Linked DNA regions of Mus musculus: region 1 is linked to region 2. Evidence: chromatin contacts called from public Hi-C data. All regions are on one chromosome and are shown on one strand. The core of a region is the stretch at or near the end of the contact, and the rest is flanking DNA. Distances in the headings are between cores, read along the strand shown.

Region 1 (3,598 bases), core at 771-3,270, 84 kb after region 2:
CAGGGCATCATGGTTGTTTCCCCTGCACACTGCAAAAAATATAACAGCTCACTAATAAATGAATGCGGTCCAGGACAGAGCTCTGGGAAATCATCACGCTATACCATAATGGAAACAATAATGACATCAAAGAAGAGCGTGACATTGCAACGTGAACTGTCTTGGCTACTGCTCCCTCAGTGTGCACCAATGGGACTGGGCTCTGTCTACCAGAAGCTTTGCCCTCCCATGCATCCAAATGCTTTAACCCTAGTTCAGCAATGTGTTTAGCATATGCTCCAAGGAGCTACAATCGGAAAGTGAAATATGGCCCTCCCCAGTTTGTGACCATTACTAACGTGGGCACTTATGTCAGTGGCACCTTTGTCTTTACTTACAAGCTTGACATAAATTGTTCAATCGATCAAACGTAAAATGACAAATAGCTGTATGAGATTATGTCTTTATGTGGCGAGGAAGAATGCTGCCGAGGATACTATGGCAGTGGCTCAGAGGGCCATTGCAATTTCAGAGGCAGGAGAGGAAATATACTCTTCCAGGCAAACAGGCAGAGTACATAGCTACATGTGCATGTTCTATAGAGAGCTTTTCTATGTATTTTGAACATGTCTTAAGGATCAACTATATGCAATACACAAAGTTCCTTCAAATCAACACAGAAGCGTTCTTCTTTATGTTACTAGCAATGAGAGAAAAACAATCATTCAAACAATTTAAAATGTTATCAATGCTCTGATACACAGGGCTAAGGAGATGAACCTTGGTCTGGAAGGAAGCTGGTGGCAGTGGATAGTGGAGAGAACTGTGACAGAATGACTGTGGCAAAGCCATTCATTAATAGTATCTGAGTGACTCCCACTAAGGGAATGACGATGATGAAGAAATCGGATGGAGTCTTTGCCATCAAGAGGTACAATGAGCAATGGTTAGACTGAGCTAAAGCGATCAGGGACACAGATGCACCATTAGACACCGAGTCAGCTGATAGGAAGCACTGGAACAAGAACTAGCCACACATACAGGAAAAACAAAACCTGGCCTTATCTGCACTTGCACCGGAGGACAGGAAACAAGTCCTTTGCCAACTGCTTTATAAACTGATATCTGGAACAGTAGAATGAGAAGGAGGCACTGGTCCTGAAACAATATACCTAGACCGAGATAAGGAAGGAATGGCTCTTTCAGAAAGAGGGAAGACAAGCTTGTAAGGGTAGAGCTAGAGAAAAGAAGAGCTGAAGGCAGAAGCAGTCTACACAGGGGCGTACAGGTTACTAATAATACTAAGGTAGCTTTGTGGGAGAGGAAATAGGCAAGGTGCATTAAGAGTAGATAAAGCTACTGAGAGTTGCAACAAAAGCCAATGACAACCTAAAGACAGAGCCTAGAGAGATGGCTCAGCCAAAAAAAAAAACCCCACCTTTCTGCAAGCAGGAGAACCCTAGTACAGACCCCCATCACACACATAATAAAGTGTATGCAATTCCAGTGCTGGGAAGGCAGAGATAGGCAATGGGCTCTAGCCAGACTAGCTTAATTAGCCAGATCTAAGAGCAGTAAGAGACTTTGTCTCAAAAATTAAGGTAGAGAGTGACAAATAAAGATGGTTGACATTAACCTTGGCCTCCATCATTTTCGTGTACACATACATGTAATTGTACCAGCAAATATACACACATGTGCTTATATCAGACAGACAGACAGACAGACAGACACACACACACACACACACACACACACAAGCTTGTGCATGCGCGCGCTGCCTGACTGATTAATGGGTTTAAGAGACAGAGAGTAAAAAGGTCAGCAGTATATACTAAGATAACTGGTACATCTTAATGATATGGGAGGAAGGACATGACTCTGAACAGCCATTGAAAAGAGGCCGTTGTTTGGGAAGAAAGGAGAGGAAGGTGCGAGGTTAAGCATCACAGATTGTGCCTCAGAAGTGCTGCACCTAGGACCCCTCTAGGAGAACTAAGTGGAGATTTGTACCAGGAAGTTAGAGCTGATCAAGGGAGTGCTGAGGTTAGCAAGAGGCTTAAGGCGGCCTCGGAGGGCTCTAGACTGCCAGAGACCAGCTCATGCGGGAGAAAGGGCTTTCAGATCCTCGCCTCTCCTTACTCAGGACCTGTGGGGCTGTTCTCAGTGTATAGCTACAAGAGCTAACAAGAATTCTGCTACAGAACACCTGTCGTCCTCTTCGGGCATCCATAGGTACTACACACATTTAGTCAAGACATAGAAAATCAAGTACAAACACACACACACACACACACACACACACACACACAGACAGAGAGAGAGAGAGAGGAGTTTTAATAAATTATAGTCAAGTTAAAGGACACATAAAATTCTGAAAATAACTAACAATTGATCCATCTGCCAGCCTGGGCAACTTATCTATCTCTCTCTCTCTCTCTCTCTCTCTCTCTCTCTCTCTCTCTATCTATCTATCTATCTTGTGTCTGTCTATCTATCTATCTATCTATCTATCTATCTATCTATCTATCATCTATCTATCTATCTATCTATCTTGTGTGTGGTTGACTCCCAAGTGTGGTTGAAAGCTTAAAACAGAATCAAGGTCCCTAGTAGCATATTAGTATCAAAACCAGTTGCAGTAACATTGCATCTGTTCTGTGTTTACTCACAGCATTCCATCTTAAGGAATATTAAAATAAACATAAGGAGCCAAGGATTATTTATTCTTGTACACTTTTTGTCTAATTGGTTTTCTTTTGCACATGACCTGAACATTAATAACTCCACACTGCTCTCTAGTGGTGAATGAAGAAAACAATCCATCAGAATGGATTTTGCACACCTCAACTAACAAGAAAAGGTATATATCAGCCACCAAATGCAGACACTATTGCATATGCCAGCAAGATTTTGCTGAAAGGACCCTGATACAGCTGTCTCCTGTGAGGCTATGCCAGTGCCTGGCAAATACAGAAGTGGATGCTCACAGTCAGCTATTGGATGGAACACAGGGCCCCCAATGGAGGAGCTAGAGAAAGTAACCAAGGAGCTGAAGGGGTCTGCTACCCTATAGGTGGAACAACAATATGAACTAACCAGTACCCCCAGAGCTTGTGTCTCTAGCTGCATATGTAGCAGAAGATGGCCTAGTCGGCCATCACTGGGAAGAGAGGCCCCTTGGTCTAGCAAACTTTATATGCCTCAGTACAGGGGAACGGCAGGGCCAGGAAGTGGGAGTGGGTGGGTAGGGGAGAAGGGTGGGGGAAGGGTATAGAAGACTTTTGGGATAGCATTTGAAATGTAAATGAAGAAAATATCTAATAAAAATTTTTTTAAAAAAAGAAAAGGCATATATATCATGAACATAGTTTCTTAATTTGCTATGGTTTACTGCAGATAAAGCCATTTAAAATTACTGCTTTCAATTTATTAGTCTAATTTTAAATATTTGTGGAAATAAAAAGGATAAATTAATTGTTCCTTGTTTTAAAGGTAGACCTGTATTATTTCTCAGGCACCTTGAACTATTCCTGCACCCTACCCCAAGTATATTAAGCAGCAAGGCATGGTGACCTGTGCCTTGAATAGTGAACATTTGGAGGCTGAGTTAGGAGAA
Region 2 (3,843 bases), core at 837-3,336:
TCAAGTGAAGGGATGGGGTTGTCATCCCACAGTCAAAAACTCTGACCCAGAATTGTCCCTGTCTAAAAGAACTGCAGGGACAAAATGGAGAAGAGACTGAGGTCCAGTGACTAGACCAAATTGGGATTCAACTCAAGGGGAGGCTCCAAGGCCTGACACTATTACTGCTGCTGTGGCGTGCTTACAGACAGGAGCCTAGCATGGCTGCCCTCAGAGAGGCCCAACAAGCAGCTGAAAGAGTCAGATGCGGACACTTACACTGGAGCAATGGACAGAAGTCGGAGACCTCTGTGGTTGAATTAGGGAAAAGCTGGAAGAAGCTGAGGAGGAGGGTGACCCTAGAGAAGGACTAGCACTCTCAACTGACCTGGAACCCTGAGATCTCTGACCCTGAGCCACCAACCAGGCAGCATACACTATCTGACATGAGGCCCCTGACAGACATACAGCAGAGAAGTGCCTGGTCTGGCCTCAGTGAGAGAAGAAGCACCTAACCCACAGGAGACATAAGGCCCCAGGGAAGGGGTGGTGTGGTGGTGTGGCGTTGGGGGCTGAGGACATCCTCTTGGAGAAGGGGAGGAGGACTGGGATGAAGAACTGTCAGAGGATGGGCTGGGAAAGGAATCATGATTATAAGAAAAGATATGATGATGATAATTATAATAAAAAATAAAAACAAAAATTTTTAAAAGTTGTAAAAAAAGATATAGATTCAAAAAAAAAAAAACTTATCCTACAGGTTTCCAAGGAAGAATTTTAGTGTATTATCCTAGAATGTATTTTTATTAAATGAAAGTGGAAACCATTACCCAAGTCAATATTTGAAATTATAACTTGAAATACACAGATAGCTAAGGCAAAAGAAATGAGGTTGGGGGTTTTGGCTGACTGAGCTACTTCGCTGTAGTGATTTTCTGTTTCCTGTTAATATACATTTTAAAAACCACTGCTTACAGAAAAAAAGCAAAGGAGCTAAGTTTCTCTCAATCATTAAAGTTAAAGAGGTATGCCCTATAAATCCGAAAAGCACTGACAAAACATGCCAACATTAACAGCTATGCTTTAAAGAAGACAGCATAGACACTGCTGGTTTTAAACAGCAAAGCACATACAATCTTGTGGAGGATAAAGAGTGCACGTGTCGGTTTTCTGTTCTCTTCCAGAGAAGTTCTGCTGAATTTCAAATATTTTCTTTGAATAATCATGTTTGACAGAGCTAATGGTTAATGTGAGTGAGGTAATTAAAATTAATGACAACAATATCCACTGGGTTATGTGTATGCAGGTGTTTCCCCCTACTGTTTCCACACAAGCATAAAAATGTTTAAACATAGAATACTGGTCTCCACATATATATTAGAAGTGATTGAGTTCAGCCCTTTCTAAGATGCAGAGAAATCCTCTATATAATCAATTGTTATGTTTTCTTGATATATAACTTTATTTTTAAAAATGTATTAGGTTACATAAAAATTTCAACATATACCCACCATATAAAGTGGACAGACAATATTTTAGAAGCATGGTTTCCCATCTTCAGCCATGTATCTGTTGTCTCAAAAGTTCCCAAAGGGCCTGTGAATGGGAGCGCATCAAGCCAGGCAATGCTACTGACCAGCCAGGTTTATACCCATGCCTTAACAATTGGAAAATTAGGAGGAAATATTCTCATTCTCTCTCTCTCTCTCTCTCTCTCTCTCTCTCTCTCTTCCTCTCTCTCTCTCTCTCTCTCTCTCTCTCTCTCTCTCTCTCTCTCTCTCTCTCTCTCTCGTGTTTGCATTCCTACCTCTATATCCATTTATTCAGCTGCGCTTCCAACCCCTGACCATCCACCCATCCATTCAGTCATCCACCTGTATGCTTTTGGTTCCTGGCTTAGAGAAGATTGGGAGTGGGAGAGACAGTAGGATGCTGAAGGAAAACAAACAGCAGGTAGTGATGCTAAGGGGAGGGACAGACATAAAAAAGAGAGCCTGTTGTTCTGCTAAATGCCACATGTTAACTGACACACGGAAGATGTTATGCAGCCTTCATGACTAACTTGCTGATATCTGATATAATCTAATATGGAAAGTTAGATTCTTTAAAGGTAACCACAAAACTACCTTCTGCCTACACAATCTTCTAAAATGTGATCATGGTACCTCTTCACCCAGCATGGGGCCTGAGCCCCGTCCCTGGAATCTGAGCAGATGGACAGAAGACGGTCTAAGTAAAACCCTGTAGCTCCGGAGGCTGAGCCACAGAAGCAGTTGCACTTTCTCTTCTGCCCATCTAACCATCTGTGTGGGAGCTTTGAGCCACCGTGAACATTTTGCTTCCTAAGGCCTCCATGCTGGAGAGGGTACAAAAGAGACGGGTATTCTAGTCGACATTCCAAGTTGAGTAGCCATTTGGATGTCCAGCCTAGCAGACTCATCGGATGCCTGTAAAGTCAGGAGCTATCTGCCTGTAACTACATCAGAGAGTCCCACAGTAAGAACTGCTCAGCCACACCTAGCAACTCAACAGGACCATAAGATAGAATACTAAAATATTTTAGCTGTCAAATTTTGGGGTGATTTGTTATGGAGCAATGGTTAATAGGATATTTAACAATAACATTAGTATTATGTAGAAAGTTCCATTTTATGATTCGTTCTTCTTTGTACCTTTTAAGTTTGTACGTTCAGAGTTATGAAGTGAGTGCAATTTAAAAGCTATCGTGTTTGGTAATATGGTGTTAGAAGAGAAAGAGCCTCTGGAGCAGCGCTTCTTAAGCAGTATATGACGGCCCCTTTGGGAGTAACATATCCTGTACATCTCATATCTACATTACTATTCCTAACAGTAGCAAAATGACGCTTGTGTAATAGCAACAAAATAATCTTATGGCTGGGGCCACCACAACCTGAAGATCTGTATGAAGGCATTAGGAAGGCTGGGAACCACTGCAAGAGTCAGCTCTCTGGAACAATCAGCTTGAAGTGTCAACGTTGGCCAAGCTCTGAAGCAAGTCACAGCTGTTAATAAATCCTTGCCTTACACTAACTGATGGTGTGAACAGAGGTGAGCTGGCTAAGCTGTGTCGTCACACTGGGAAGGAGCACACCAGCAGTGTAGGAATAGAGTTCAGACAGCAGACGCGGAGGTGAAGTAATCTGCATATGGAGGTTTCCAGTTTCCACCCTGATGTGCACTGTTTAAAGAGCGACTTCAGTCTTTACTTAACTTCTTTGGGCCTCAGCCACCATCTTTGTTGAATGAGCATTGCTACTTCTAAATATTTACTGCATAATATAGAACTTCAAAACTAAAAAAAAAAAAAAATTAAATTAAATGAAAAACATAGCTTTTTTTGGCTAGAAAATCTAGTAGAAACAGTGCTTTATACAAAGTTTATTTAATCATTATAAAACTTCTTTTGAGTAGGTATTATATTCATAATAGGAAAAGACATTTAAAATTTCTTTTAAAAACCTTCCTCAGATTTTGTTTCTTTAATAGTAATTGCTTCTTGTATAAAGGATATCATGTTTTTAAGTATAATAATTAATTTTATTTGTCATATGTGGTTATGTTCTGAATATTTTATTATCTTCATTTACTTGATTTTTTTTTTCCTCTTCATCTAACGTTTATTACAGCTCTGTCCACGTGGGGACTGTTGTTGATGAGTTTGGGCTGATGTGTATTGGGTTCTCAGCCCGAGTGTGGTGCACACGAGGGCATCTGTGGAAATGCATGAGGCACTATTTATTTATGACCACAGTGTTGGGGGTGCACTTTTGATGTTTATAGGAAGGATGCCGTACCTCATTCCGGACTAACATATAAAATACAGCTGATAGTCTTGAGCATCAA

What was found. Hi-C and Micro-C count contacts between places; a contact is called where the count stands out from the background.
Region 1: a contact with region 2 is called in a Hi-C map of group 2 innate lymphoid cells, with 2.3 times the contacts expected there. The contact joins two enhancer-like sites. A contact is called at or near these places in 7 of 484 Hi-C or Micro-C datasets (the HL-1 cell line, astrocytes, bone marrow-derived macrophages and 4 more) and 3 of 9 other capture datasets (adipose tissue, liver and pancreatic islet).

The regions. Positions count from the first base shown.
Region 1 is chr11:90,613,886-90,617,483 of GRCm38.p6, forward strand. The region is part of intron 4 of Stxbp4 (syntaxin binding protein 4); the gene reads right to left. Among named protein-coding and RNA genes, the nearest start is that of Stxbp4, 22 kb to the right of the region's middle. Within about 2 kb of position 2,021, at least 7 of the 459 cell types and tissues checked have an H3K27ac peak or open chromatin away from gene starts, as enhancers often do. A contact at or near this core is called in group 2 innate lymphoid cells, where this site is marked.
Region 2 is chr11:90,530,130-90,533,972 of GRCm38.p6, forward strand. All of the region lies in intron 16 of Stxbp4 (syntaxin binding protein 4), which reads right to left. Among named protein-coding and RNA genes, the nearest start is that of Gm34850, 59 kb to the left of the region's middle. Within about 2 kb of position 2,087, at least 2 of the 459 cell types and tissues checked have an H3K27ac peak or open chromatin away from gene starts, as enhancers often do. A contact at or near this core is called in group 2 innate lymphoid cells, where this site is marked.